2 separate regions of the Sus scrofa genome follow, and region 2 is linked to region 1. Evidence: chromatin contacts called from public Hi-C data. All regions are on one chromosome and are shown on one strand. Each heading gives the region's core, a stretch centred on a gene start, on an enhancer-like site or on the middle of the called end of the contact. The rest is flanking DNA. Distances are from core to core; before and after follow the strand shown.

Region 1 (7,748 bases), core at 334-2,833:
CTGTGTCTCACTGGTCATGTTAGAAGGCTATCAGTAGGTTTTAAAAGTAATTATAAAAATGGTTTATTTCCCTTGTTTTATTAACACAGTCACTAGAACTTCGAGCTCAATGTTTCACTTTCCCCAACAGTTCAGCCATTTCCAAGAAAAACAAGCATTTAAAGAGTGGCGCTATAGATAACAAGTGTTATTACCTTGAAATGACTTCTTTATCAGATGGTTTCAGTAAAAACAGAACTTCCAAGCTGTCTACCTGGTTGCCACTTCACATCCGTTAATACAGCAAAACTCTTAATTTTTGCGTCTCACAATCTTCGCCTTTCATTTCGGGGAAAGAGCAGCAGCATGACTCCCGAAGAACCGTGGAACTCCCCCATCAAGTTATGCTAACACAAGATTAGCACAGAGATGACTTTTATGCTTCTCAAGTTCTTTTCTTCCAGACACCTGAGAATTCCAGAGCCAACATTTCCACTTAAAAAAAAAAAAATTTTTTTTTTTTTTAAATAACCGTAGCCAGGGCAAGAAAAGGAAAACAGTATCTTTATTGTGTGTCGTTCTAACAAACATTCACTGTGTGCACATTCCAGCAGAAAGAGACAAAGATCTTTGTTCAAAATATGCTGAAATAAAATAGGTAAACAAACTCCATTATTGAATACACAAAAGGAATGTTAATATTACTTGCTCATAGTTGAGGGTGAAGTTAAAAAAAGTGGGGGGGGATAATCATAGTAATGTTTTGCCAAAATAGCCAATGTAGAAAAAAGGTGCAGGCAACGTGCAGCTCTGAAAATTCTCGAGTGACAGGCTGGATGTAGGGTGGGTAACTTGACAACCTCTCTGCTTCTTGGAACCTCCCGCTGGGAGCACTCCCACAAGTTCCAAACCCAGCTTTTTCAGAGCACAACAGCCAAACGGGACTAACTTCCCCATTACTTTTGTGATATTTGGCAAAAGAATAGGATGGTTAAAAAAAAAAAAGTGTTAACCTCCTGTTGCGACAGGTCTGAATCCATTTCTCCCTCGGAAGTAATGAGCATTAATGGTGTACATTTCTAAATTGGAATTTAATCAGAGAGATATCGCTTGAGATTTTAAGCATGAGATACGACATAAGTAATGACATAGCTGGCCTGTAAAGCATTTTTTTCATTGCTCCCCATGGGAACTGAATGAGTGTACACTCAACAATGTTCTTATTTCCCAACATGGGCCTCATGACAACTGCTCAAAGAACTTCACAGGCTCAAATGATAGGTTCCAATGCATTTTTGCTTCTGCTCAAGTGGTCACATAAGAACTAAACACAGTATATATAAACTTTGTCCCCACCACTTTCCTGTCTTTACAAATATAAGTCATTTAGAAACCAAAACCAAACAACAATAACAAAAAAAAAAGAAAACAAAACAAAACAAAACAAAACAAAAAAGAAACCAAAACCAATTCTGAGAGACAGAGGCAAGGACATTCGGGCCCCCGCACTAGCATCCCCATTTGGGGGACAGTCAGTTCGCCTCACCTCCTCCCTGGGATCAGCAGCCATTACACGTACAGAAGGGTGGGTGGCAGCACTGAGTCCTCCTTGGGAATAAACAGCCAAACACCCCAGAGACCCCCCAGGAGGCTCTGCCATCCAGCAGGGACTGGCTCCACTGGCTCTCCAGGTGGGATTCACAACCTAGCAAAGTTGAGACTGTTTCTCGAGAACTTGAGTCTACTTCTTAAAACAAAAGTCCTTTTTGATGGATTTGGCTCACATACTGTATTACTTTATTGTTTAGAAAAACCTCTGCGAACTCTCACACAAGCTCTCCCTTTCACCTGGCTGTTTCTGTAGGAAGCAGGAAAATAGTAAATGGACCTACAAGTGGTTTTTATAATACAAAGTGACATCACATTAGCAACAGATGAAAAGAAGCCCTGGGTACTGGATGGATTTCATGGATGGTTGAGACCAAGTCTGAAAATCTTTTCCTCTGGCTCTGAATAAAAACAAGTTCCCATATAAACAGGAAAAAGACAACCCATATGAAATAGAAAAGCCTATCTTTTGCATTGATCTTTACCCTAAAAATATCAAAAACACACATTTTACTTACAAATGTCATTCTTTAATGTTTCTTCTAAGCCAGATGTTTTTCATTCCGTTTTGCCAACACACTTTTAATTGACCCAAGTTATCTTCTGGCTTAGTTTCAGCCTGAATGCTCCCTTTCCAGCTCCTCAATACTCCTTTGTCCTTTCTACCTCAGGGTGGCCCCATGTGATCATGCAACTTAATCATCACAGCAATTACATATCAACTTTTATTCAAAGCAACCCTCCCTTGCCTTCAAATAGGAGCATCAAAAGCCACACCACTTCCGTTACACACCAAAGATTTTTCCTTCAATAGACTGTCTTAAAGTGGCATCTTATAATCCATTTGCAACATTTTCTAAAGATAAAAGCTTTAAAAGTTTACCCATATCCCTGACATAAAAGTCAGCCAGAAACCCCCTAAAATTACTCCATTATGTCATGACCAAGTGTGCGAGAACCAGGTCAATGTCATTTTTATGAATTCCAAAGTCACTCAACTGCTAAATCACAGGTTATAAGACCCAGGTTGAACTTCTTAAGTAGTTTGCAGGGGCAGACACTGGTGTTCTGTGTACCTTCCTGCCCTGTCAAGTCCCTGGCAGGCTGAAGGGGGGAGGAGATGCTGAACAGTGCCTGTGGTCCTTCCTGAACTGCCTGCTGCTCCCTGCTGCCCGTGACAATGGCTCAGAGCAGGCTGGTGACCCTCAAAGGATGGGGAAAAAAGTCACCACAGTGGGAGGCAGAAAACTGCCCATGGACTGTCTCCCCAGGTGCTTCCATGGAGGAAAAGGTAGTTAAATACGCCAGAGAAATTCCTGAACCGAGGAGGAATAAGAACCTACTCCTCAATGAGACAGTCTTCCAAGAGAAAAAAGAAAAAAGAAAAAAACTGCTAGCTTTTTTATTCTCAGTGGAAAAACAACAAAACCACAAATTGGAACCATGGAGGTAAAATACAGATGAAATGAAAAACATTCTCTTGTCATGCTCTCTGCCTTCCCTCTGCCACTTTTCCGTGGAAGTTACTGTACTGGGGCAACCAGAAGATCAAACCACTCAATCTTTCACCTATTCGGAGTCTCTTCCTTTTGTAAACTGGAGAAAAAAAAGTCAGCTAATGGATAAACAAAAAAACCCAGGAAAATCCTTTAATAAAACTGTAAAGTTCTATGGGCATAACTATAAGTTTATATATTACCAATAAAAGATGGTAAGGGGTTTTAAAGGAAAGAAGGAATTCCCGTGTGGCGCAGCAGGTTAAGGATCCAGTGTTGTCACTGCTGCCATGGGGTGGGTTAGATCCCTGGCCTGGGAACTTCCACATGCTGAGGGTGAGGCCAAAAATGAAAAGAAAAGAGATGGCTGGGAATTGGTGCCAAACCCAAATAAAGGATGAAGTTTTTGGTGCTTTTTCTAAACGCCTGTCCTCAAGTAGTGTCTCTCGATTATTTTTCAAAAGAAAGATTAAATTCAGCTTATTATCCCAGTTCAGCCCTCCCGTTCCCAGTTCTCTCCACTCCCAATAAACAGAAGGGAGGCAGCGTTCCGCCCAGCACCATTTGGCGGCCTAAGGGGGTGACAAGACCTCCCTGCCACACTCGCTCAATTTTAACAAATATAAACAAGGAATGGGATCATCCTGCAGTTGTGTTTTAAGTCACAGGTGTGGAACTTGACATCATGAGTGAAACCTCCAATGATAAACGATAGAATGAAGTTATAATTTAAAAGATACTATTTACTTAAAACAAAAGGGGAAAAAGAAAAGCTTCAAAACCAGAGTGGGCTGCCCCATTAAGAAGGTCTAAGTAACTAAGTACTGGAAAGCAGGCGATGACACCAAAAGGCAGTGTCATGAGGACGTGCGGACTCCGGTTATAAAACACAGTTTTGAAAGACAAGGGTGCTCGTGGAAACCATGAAGAGAGGAAACAACGGCAAAGACGCAGAACAATGAGCAGGTGCTTTGAGAGTAAGGCTCTGAGAAATGACTTCACAACTGGCCCCAGGGCTGAGGCGGATGTCTGGCCAACAGTCTGGGCTCCGAGGGGGAGGATATAATTGGCAGTATTCGAGAAGAGGGCACAGCCGCAGCCTCCAATTGAGTCTCTGGTTCTTGCTCCCAAGTGGATGTGCTTTCCCGACGTCAACAAAGTCTCCTCAGGAGGATTTGCTCTCCGCCGCCGTGTAGTAACGATAGAGAAAACCTAAGAGGATGGCGCCCAGGATGGGGAAGATCCAGTATGACCAGTAGCTAAAAGGGTAGGGGGGTGGGGAGGAAGCAATAAGTCGTGAACATTCCAGACCAAATGGGTGCTACCTTTCAACATTCACATTTGTAATATTTTTATGAGCAAAGAATGTGTATTTACTTGGGGAAATTGAACTGTTTTTAATCACACAGTAATTGGGAAAAAAACCCCAAATATTTGGATCAGAGGGACAAAGCTGAACAAAAATTTTTAAAGGATTAAAACCAGAATGTATGGTATGACACTTCCCAATATCTGTTTTTACAAAGACATACAGTGGTTATTTCTAGGTGATGGGATTCTGGACAGGTTAACTTTTCTTTATGCTTTTTCACATACTCTTTAATTAACATCTTTAAAAAGGAAAAGGCCATCGTTAGATATTAATATAATAAACACATATAATATACAAATATTTATATAAATATTATCTGTATCATAAATTTAGAGGCAATGTTACCTAGTACAACTGATGGCAATATTATATCTGTCCCACATGTATTTTTAAAATTTAATCCTCACAACAGTCCTATGAAAAAGATACCACTATTATTTTCATTTCATACAAAATAAATACAAGCTTTGCACCCAAAATCACAAAGGGAAGTTAGCCAAGCTGTCCTCTTGATCCCTTGTGTAATTTGGACACTAATAAAAACACACAGACACACACAGAACATACTGCTGGTTCCCATAAAGTTAAGTAAGTGAATAGTTGGCTTAAAAAGCCTTATAAGAAACTTCTTCTCAGGAGTTTTAGGACAGTCATTCTTCTCCTTAAAATAATACTTCTTCTCTAACAGAGCTAGTTTTAAGGCAAAATTCTTCTATGATCCTGATGACCTGGCTGCCTCTCTACTTATGACATATGCAGGCTTGGTATTAAAAGGCTTTGAAGCCCAAAACCCAGCTGAGGTTCAATAACAAAAATGATTCTCTTTGCCTAAACACGCCTAGCACTTCGTACATTTAAGTATGGCAGAAAGCTGCTCTGGGCAGGTTGAGAATGTTAGCCAGGGAGCTTTGTTTAAAAACACAAGCAAGGTGGAGTTCCCGTCGTGGCGCAGCGGTAAACAAATCCGACTAGGAACCATGAGGTTGAGGGTTCGATCCCTGGCCTTGCTCAGTGGGTTAAGGATCTGGTGTTGCCGTGAGCTGTGGTGTAGGTCGCAGACGTGGCTCGGATCCCGTGTTGTTGTGGCTCTGGTGTAGGCCGATGGCTACAGCTCCAATTGGACTCCTAGCCTGGGAACCTCCATGTGCCGTGGGAGCGGCCCTAGAAAAGGCAAAAAGACAAAACCAAAACCAAAAAAAAACCACAAGCAAGGTGGCTGGCATGTACAACAGCAACATGGCACAGGGAAACTCAGAAGTAATCTCCCCAGGAAAGTGATGAATTCGGGTATCTTGCAGAGCAACCATATGACAAAGAAGGGTTCAAAAGCTGAAGCCTTGAGAAAACACAGAAAATAAATTCTTCAGGGCAAAAGACTGCGAATGGCTGACCACCAATCCTCATAGAATCCTTCATAACACTTAACCGCCTCTGAGAAGAGAACCAGAGGAAACGTGGCTATACTGCACCAAAGGAGGCACGGGTTCAACAACAACTTCCTGGCCATTACACAGAACTCTCTTCTTGGAGATGCATTCAGGTTACTACATGTAGCTGTGACTCATTTAGTTTTATTGCTTTGCAGTATTCCACTGTATGAATATCTCAGAATGAATTCACGCACTTTACAAATGAAGGGTTATCTGAGTTATTTCCAAAATTTTAATATGTATATATATTTTGGCTGTGCAACAGCATGTGGAAGTTCTCAGGCCAGGGATAGAGCCTGTGCCACAGCAGCAACCAGAGTCACAGCAATGACAATGCTGGGTCCTTAACCTGCTGAGCCACCAGGAAACTCCCAAAATTTTACTATCTTAAATAACGCTGCTATGAGCATTCCTGAATGTGTTTGCTGGTATACTTGCACACACATTTCTTTTGAACATATATATATATCTGTCCCCATAAGCAGAATTGCTGGGTCAAAAGTTATCATAGTGTCAAATTTACTAGATAATGCCCATTTACATCCCCCTAAGAGGGTCTAGGAATCTTGGCGGCACACTCCCTAAACAAGTCCCCTTATTTTTAGAATTTTTCATTTTTTGCCGACCGGTAGGTGTGAACCACACCCTGTGACTCTACTGCAAGTTTATGGCCTGTATTTTCAAATTCTTTATAGAGCATATGGCTGAGCATAAATCCTTAAAATTAAGGAAGCTGAATTTACTGTTTCCTTTAATTTGCACCTTTTAAAAATACTGTCGGAGTTCCCGTCGTGGCGCAGTGGTTAACGAATCCGACTAGGAACCATGAGGTTGTGGGTTCGGTCCCTGCCCTTGCTCAGTGGGTTAACGATCCGGCGTTGCCGTGAGCTGTGGTGTAGGTCGCAGACGCGGCTCGGATCCCGCGTTGCTGTGACTCTGGCGTAGGCCGGTGGCTACAGCTCCGATTAGACCCCTAGCCTGGGAACCTCCATATGCCGCGGGAGCGGCCCAAAGAAATAGCAAAAAAAAGACAAAAAAAAAAAAAAAATACTGTCCATCACCTCAAACAAAAAAGACGTGATACTTTCAAGGGGAAAAAAGACATTTTCTCTCTCTCTCTCTCTGAAATGCTTTAAGAGGGATTTCAGAAAGATAAAACAAATAGCTCTATATAATCTCTATACAGAATTTTTAGGAGTTTCCACCATGGTGCAGTGGTTAACGAAACTGACTAGGAGGTTGCGGGTTCGATCCCTGGCCCCAGGATCCAGCGTTGCCGTGAGCTGCGGTGTGGGTCGCAGACATGGCTTGGATCCCACGTCGCTGTGGCCGGTGGCTACAGCTCCGATTATACCCCTAGCCTGGGAACCTCCATATACCTCGGGGCGGCTCAGGAAAAGGCAAAAAAAAAAAAAAAAAAAAATTTTAAAAGCCAAGGATTTCACAGTCATCTCAAGTAGACGACTTAAATAAAGGATGACAAATTTATACCTTTCAGAGCTAATACTACTGTATTACTAACATTACTGCAAGGAATATTTGTAAGTATACCTTTGAATTCCTGAATATGACTGCAATACGTAATTGTTTTTTCTTCTGTAAAATGTAATAATAGACTGGATTGTGAGGATTAAATGAGATTAGGTTTTAAGTGGAAGCTGCATAGCTGGGCTGGGCTGCAGAGGTCCTGCATTAAGAGTAGTACTTGTCCATGCATACTTGCCTCTTACTAAATCTGATTCTTCTAATTTATGCCACAAGGAGATTTAAAAATTACTCAAGGCATGAACTTCTTTGAGATTACTCAAAATGACTGAAACCGTAAAAAATTAATCTTGTTAAAGCTAAGCAACTCTTGAATTT
Region 2 (7,221 bases), core at 1,879-4,378, 68 kb after region 1:
CCCAGAATGAATGGATATAATTTAAAAAAAATGTTTAAGTTGGAGGAAGTTTTGGCAGTATTTTCAAGCACCTGGGCCCTAAAGTTGTGGGAAACGCTCAATGGCAATAGGAAAAGGCCAGCTCCCAACTGTCACTCACTGCAGTCCTGAGCCGAAGTCAGGGCATCCCCCTGGTCAGATCAAAGAGACACCAGGAGGACAGAAGGAAACCAAATCAGTCTTGAGTCACGTATGTTTCGTGGGTATTTATGAAAGGCTTGGGCAGATCCTTCCTAAAGTTGAATTAATGTCAAGAGAGAATCATCTCAGGAAATGCAAGTTCCTCTCTTCAAACTTTTGGGGACCATCCCATTCTGGAATGAATCACATAGAGCCAAGTTCATGCACAGGGAACATCTGTGTGTGGGGAAGTGGAAGGATGGGGAGCATAATCAAAAGACCATCTGACACTGAACTTGGACACCTCTTATCTTTTTTCTCAGCTTCCCCTGGGTTGTCCGTCTGTTTGGTTACATGGGAAGGAAGGTCTACAAAACACTCCTGGTTTATTATTTGGATGAATTCACATAACATGTGAAGGGGGCACTATGGAAGAGGAACCTGACTGAAATCTGTACTCTTTGTGAATGTCTGCATTCCAGAAGCTTCCTAGAGTTGTTGGATGACGGCTCTATGACTACTGTCTCCTAAGAGCCTCTAGTCAACCAAAATGGAAAAACAAAAATGTCTGGCTTTGAGTAACAGGTCTATAATTATTTCTCTTATCTCGCAATAAATTATCCCTTTAAAAATCCTATCAGTACTTATATTTTTATTAACCTTTAACGACTAGTTAATATAGGAGTACATTCTTCTTTTTTTGAAAAAATTAGAGGGTTGCAGATAAAGTTTTTGGTTTTCTTTCATCACTTCTCGCAATGCTAATTTGATTGGTCTGAAGTGTGTCTGGCAAATAATTACTTTATTAGAGTGATGCCAATATGCAGCAAAGTATGAGAACTCCTTGTCTAACACAGGACCCCAATATTTTTGGAAATTCAACACTTAGATGTTATGGGAAATACATATATACACACACACATATATATATTTTAATACAATACATGGTTTTCTTTCTCTAAGTGCAAGGTGAGATTTGCCTCTTAAGACAAGTTTGCATTTTAGCAAAAGCTCTTTCATAAACTTTTGGGTTTTGTGAATAAAAAGCCAAAATGGGAGTTCCCGTGGTGGTGCAGCAGAAACAAATCCGACTAGGAACCAAGAGGTTGTGGCTTCCATCCCTGGCCTCCCTCAGTGAGTTAAGGATCCGGCGTTGACATGAGCCATGGTGTAGGTCACCAACGCGGCTCAGATCTGGCGTGGCTGTGGCTGTGGCGTAGGCGAGCAGCTGTAGCTCCAATTAGACCTCCAGCCTGGGAACGTCTATGTGCCTCGGGGGGGCCCTAAAAAAAACAAAAGACAAAAATAAAAATAAAAATAAAAAAAGAAAGCCAAAGTGCAATCTTGGAATGGAATTTGGGGCAGTGAGTCCCTAAGCTTATCATGTCAAAGTTGTCATTGCTGTGGGCATATTGCATCTCTGCGTATTAGCAAGACGAGGCCTGAGACTGGGGACTGAGGAAGAACCTATGAACGTTCTTGGTTATAGACAGAGAAGGCTGTCATGACCCTTCTGGAAGGTAAGGCTGAGACACTCGAAGACTGTGCTGTCCAACACGCTCACCACCAACAGTGTGCACGTATGTAATTTTAAATATTAGGGAATGAAAACAAATTAAAAACTCAGTGACTAGTAGCCACATTTCACGTGCTCAGTGGCCACATATAACTAGTGGCTACCATACTGGGGGCAAATACAGAACATTTCCACCATCAGAGAAAGCTCTTTGGCACAGTGCTACTCTAGAAATTATTTTACATGGTCTTATCCAGTTGCTAGTGTAAAAATGTCCTTTCTTGACATTATCAAGTCTTCAGCAAAGTTTTATTTATTTATTTATTTAGTCTTTTTTTGCCATTTCTTGGGCCGTTCCGCAGCATATGGAGGTTCCCAGGCTAGGGGTCTAATGGGAGCTGTAGCCACCAGCCTACGCCAGAGGCACAGCAATGTGGGATCCAAGCCGCGACTGTGACCTACACCACAGGTCATGGCAATGCCGGATCCTTAACCCACTGAGCAAGGGCAGGGATCAAACCCGCAACCTCATGGTTCCTAGTCGGATTCATTCACCACTGAGCCACGACGGGAACTCCAACAAAGTTTTAAAATAATAATGAAAGCTAACATTTATCGAAAACTTAAATATTGCTCAGTTTTCTTAGTGGCAAACAATGGTTTCACTCGTGCTAAGTTAAGCAAAAGGGATTTATTCAAGAGTATGGCTAGCTCACAGGATCACTATGAAAATTAAGAAATAGACTCTAGTCTAAATGTCCAGGGATGACCTCCAAAATTACACCGCGGACTCCTTGACAAGCCAGCCTAAGCCTCTGCCACCACCCAGAAGCCTTCAGAACTGCTAAGCGGTCATCCCAGCTGCTGGTTCTAGAATCACACTGCCTTTGCCACGATCAGCCGCAGCCAAATGGATGTTTCACACCCGCCTCTCCCTCCACACAGTTCAGAGTTCTAAAATCTCACACCCGTGGAATTTAAATCACAAACCAAACTGGAGCTGCAAGGGAGTTTGAGAAATATCGCGAGTGTTTGTTTTTCCAGAAAGGGAGCTAGAAAGAGTTCGGGCCGGATTTGGAGCAAACCCGTCAGTCTAAAGGATCTGCCACAACTTGCTGTAGGCCAAGTTCTGTGATCGTGCCCTATCGCATTTCCTTCGTACAGGAATTCAGGGAGGAAGGGCCTGTCATCGTCCCCTTCACTGCAGGAAATGGTGGGGCACACACACGGTCTTAGGCTGTGCTTTGGGAAGTCAGAAGAGGGCCCTCTGTCCACTCTTGGGAAGAACTAAAGTCGAGTGGGGAAGGGACAGCTAGCTGTCTGGAGAAACCCGGACGGAAGATGACAATACACGAGAATAAAGGAGCCGTCCCAAGGTGACAAAGGACAGCCAGAGTGAATGTGACAACTCACGAGTGGTGCTGCTATGTGAACGCACGCCAGGTGGCCGAGTCCCTGCGCTCTCCACAGATGCATGCTGCCCCCGATGGGAAGAACCAGACCTTGCACACACGGAACAAAGACACAAGGGCACTTGCCTGGCGACGGTCCAACGACCCCAACCGCATCTGTAGCACCAAACAGGAGTGCAAAAGTAAAGAATGCAGCAGGGAAGGTTCTAGAAGGAGGTGAGTTTTTACCAGGTTTGAGAGGAAGGTGTTCATTTAGGCATAGTAGTCAGAAGGCAGTGGATTTCAGAGGAAAGAACCCCCCCCACCCCATCCCCACCCCCAACCCCACCAAGGCTGAAAGGGGCAGCCACTGTAGCATATCAAAGCAGTGACCTTGACTGAGGATGAAGGCAGTGGTGAGTCAGTGTTTGAGAGAAAACAATAAATACACGTGTTGGGAGGGGAACTGATTGTAGGATAAAATCATGGGAAACTCTTCCTATGATTATAGTCACATTCCAACATTAGCAAAGGATGTAATGAGACTCAATTTGGAGCAGAATGAAAATCTCGGGCAGTGGGTCCTAAACACTCTCTGACAGACACTCCAGGTTTATTCTCCTGATCTGCCTGCCTGTCACGAGGGGCTACCTCCAGTTTCAGCTCCCCGTCCCTGTGATGCAGCCCAAGCTTGTGGTGCAGGGGGGCTGCGGCCCCTTTGCCACAGCCTTCTTTCCTGGAGACGTTTTAATAGGATCAAAAGATAACCATGTCAGGGGAAAGAATAAGTCTCAAGGCAGTGAGTCTCTCAGAGCGGGGGAATTCAGAAAAATTTGAGAAAGGGGCGCCAATATCCCAGAAAGGAAGTTGTACATGTGATTCTTATTTTGCTTAAGCTTTATCAAACAATCCCTTTGTTTTGTAAATCTCTTTTTAGGACTGCACTTGCAGCACATGGAAGTTTCTGGGTTGGGGTCGAATTGGAGCTAGAGCTGTCAGCCTATGCCACAGCCACCTTAATGCTGGAACCAAGCCGCAACCGAGACCTGTGCCACAGCTTGTGGCAATGCCAGCTCCTTAACCCACTAAGTGAGGCCAGGGATCGAACCTGCATCCTCACAGACACTATGCTGGGTTCTTAACCAGCTGAGCCACAACGGAACTCCCAAACAATACATTTTGACAAATCTTTCCATCTGCCAGGTTCAATGGTAAGCAATTAAATAATACATTAAATCATTTGACCCTTACAACAAATACCTAAAGGCTATGCCCATTTTACAGAGGAGAAAACTGAGGCTTAGAGGTCCCACGGCTAAGAACTGGACTCCACAGCCCATGGATTTAACCATCCTGCTATGCTGCTTTGATTTTGTCTTTCTTTCTTTCTTTTTTTTTTTTTTTTTTTGTCTTTTTGCCTTTTCTAGGGCTGCTCCCATGCATATAGAGGTTCGAAGGCTAGGGGTCAAATTGGAGTTGTAGCCGCCGGCCTACGCCAGAGCCACAGCAACGCTGGATCAGAGCCGCATCTGCAACCCACACCACAGCTCACGGCAACACCGGGTCCTTAACCCACTGAGCAAGGGCAGGGATCGAACCCGCAACCTCATGGTTCCTAGTGGGATTCATTAACCATGGCACCACGATGGGAACTCCTGATTTCTTCTTTCTTATTTGTGTTTTCCTATTATTTTTCACATGCTCTATTTGTATACTTGTCAGCTCCTCACTCCGAAAACAAGAAGCCTCTTAAAGTGCAACGATCATGTCTAATTCATCTCTTGACACTCTTTCCCTCCCTTCCCCAGCCTCTGATGGAGACTAGCACATAGTGAGTGCTTAATATATGTGAGCTAGACGGAGGTTTGTGACGCAATAATCATTCACCCTGTTTCCTTAACCCAACAACTCCTGCAGCTATTCACAGCTTCTGCATAACAAGTAGATGAAGTGAACCCTCTCATTTCATACAGGACCATGGTCAAGGGTGAGGGTCTTGGAGCCAGGTAGTGACAGGCTCCAATCTGCCTCAGCCACCTTTTTTTTTTTTTTTTTTTGGTGTTTTTAGGGCCACACCTGCAGCATATGGAAGTTCCCAGAGTAGGTGTCAAATCGGAGCTGTAGCGCCAGCCTACGCCACAGCCACAGCAACTTGGGATCCGAGCCATGTCTTTGACCTACATCACAGATCATGGCAACACCGGATCCTTAATCCACTGAGCAAGGCCAGGGATCGAACCCACATCTTCATGGATATTAGTTGGGTCCGTACTGCTAAGCCACGACGGGAACACCTGACTCAGCCTTTTAGAGATGGAATCTTGGGCAAATGTTTAAAAAGTAAAAAAAGCTTACAATTTATAAAGGGTCCTCTAAAAAAAGAACTCCTATTGAGGCATGAAAAATAGCTGGAAAAGTTTATGATTCAGATGCTTTATATATATGTATATACATATATATACATACACACATATAAAATGTATTTATTTATTTTTGTCTTTTTAGGGCCACACCTGTGGCACATGGAGGTTACCAGACTAGGGGTCTAATTGGAGCTGTAGCTGCTGGCCTACACCAGAGCCACAGCAACACCAGATTCGAGCTGCATCTGCAACCTACACCACAGCTCATGGCACCGCCGGATCCTTAACCCACTGAGTGAGGCCAGGGATCGAACCTGCAACCTCATGGTTCCTAGTCGGATCTGTTTCCGCTACACCACGACAGGAACTCCTAAAATTTATAACAAGGGGTGGATGCGTGGGTTCCCAGAAGAGCCCAATGTCTTGCTAGTGGGCCTACTGACCTTCTCAGACCCCATCCTATTGAGAAAGACCAAGCTGCAAGAAAAGGGACTTGTGGTTAAACGTTAACTTGAGTTTATTTCTCTACAATTGCCTGCTGTTTAATTTGGCCAAGCCAGTGAAGATTCTTTCGTAAGCCTTTGTATAATTTCTAAACACCAGACCTATGACCTTTACACACATGCTAAACCTTCATAGGGTGGGAGAGTTCTCCTTTCTCTCCATCAGTGAAGTGAATAAATGCCAACAACCCCCCCCAAAAGTATTCTTTGATCTGCACTATAGATAAACCAGTAATAACTCATCCTGATCAGCCGAGGGTTGTAAAGCAGATTCTTTGATAAGCTAATTAATTTCAGAGGGCACTGGGGCTTGTTTTTTCTTAATGATGATTTAGATTCTTAAAGCCCTAAAATTTTAGAACTGGAAAGAGATCTTTTAAGATCAGCTCATCAAACTGTCTTGGTTTTAACAGACAGTTAAAATCTGTTGAAACCTGGAAGTTCCCGTTGTAGTGCAGTGGAAATGAATCCAACTAGGAACCATGAGGATGCGGGTTTGATTCCTGGCCTCGCTCAGTGTAGGTAACAGAAGCAGCTGAGATCTGGCATTGCTGTGGCTGCCGCGTAGGCTGGCAGCTACGGATCTCATTCAACCCCTAGCCTAGGAATCCATATGCCCACAGCTGCAACCCTAAAACAAGCAAACAAAAAAAAAAACCTGTTAAAACCAGATAAGAAAACTGGGAACTCCAGAGAGGAAAAAGGTAGTTTAGACAATGTAAAGATGTTAATGAAGAAAGAGCCCTTTAGCAACTGTTTTGTCACAACACTTTCTACAGCATTTTAAGCTTTCGGTGGTATTGCCTTTGTTCCTTTATGATAAGGTGATCCAAGTGCAGTGTTTGGGCCTGGAATTGGAAAACCATGGACACTAATCCTGTTCTGTGCTGACGTCAGAAATATTCGAGAATCACTGCTGCCCTCTGCTGGAAATTTAAAATCTCACACGCTCCCCAGGTTTTATGGACTTTTTTTGTTAAAAAATTATAAAACGAATATCTCTTTAAGTTAAAAAGCTTAAAGAGCATGAAAGGATATTAAAAAGAAAAGATAAATCTGCCTCCCTTCAATCATACTTCCCAGTGATAACTGTCATTAACAATTTTAGGGAACATACTTCCATATTTTTTCTTTTTCTTTCTTTTTTTTTGGTCTTTTTGCCTTTTCTTGAGCCACTCCTGCGGCATATGGAGGTTCCCAGGCTAGGGGTCTAATCGGAGCTGCAGCCACTGGCCTACACCACAGCCACAGCAACTTGGGATCCGGGCCGCATCGGCGACCCACACCAC

What was found. Hi-C and Micro-C count contacts between places; a contact is called where the count stands out from the background.
Region 2: a Hi-C map of skeletal muscle shows a contact between it and region 1, with 2.9 times the contacts expected there. The contact joins two enhancer-like sites. A contact is called at or near these places in 15 of 47 Hi-C or Micro-C datasets (embryonic fibroblasts, fetal heart ventricle, heart right ventricle and 5 more) and 2 of 2 datasets of contacts at active chromatin or transcription factors (alveolar macrophages and skeletal muscle).

What each region holds. Positions count from the first base shown.
Region 1 is chr6:17,518,763-17,526,510 of Sscrofa11.1, forward strand. CYB5B (cytochrome b5 type B (outer mitochondrial membrane)) reads right to left here. Exons shown (of 5, transcript NM_001159592.1): 5 at 3,825-4,342. The coding sequence ends at 4,249. Among named protein-coding and RNA genes, the nearest start is that of CYB5B, 35 kb to the right of the region's middle. Within about 2 kb of position 1,584, at least 25 of the 83 cell types and tissues checked have an H3K27ac peak or open chromatin away from gene starts, as enhancers often do. A contact at or near this core is called in retroperitoneal adipose tissue and skeletal muscle, where this site is marked.
Region 2 is chr6:17,584,788-17,592,008 of Sscrofa11.1, forward strand. No RefSeq gene overlaps it. Among named protein-coding and RNA genes, the nearest start is that of TERF2, 17 kb to the right of the region's middle. Within about 2 kb of position 3,129, at least 26 of the 83 cell types and tissues checked have an H3K27ac peak or open chromatin away from gene starts, as enhancers often do. A contact at or near this core is called in retroperitoneal adipose tissue and skeletal muscle, where this site is marked.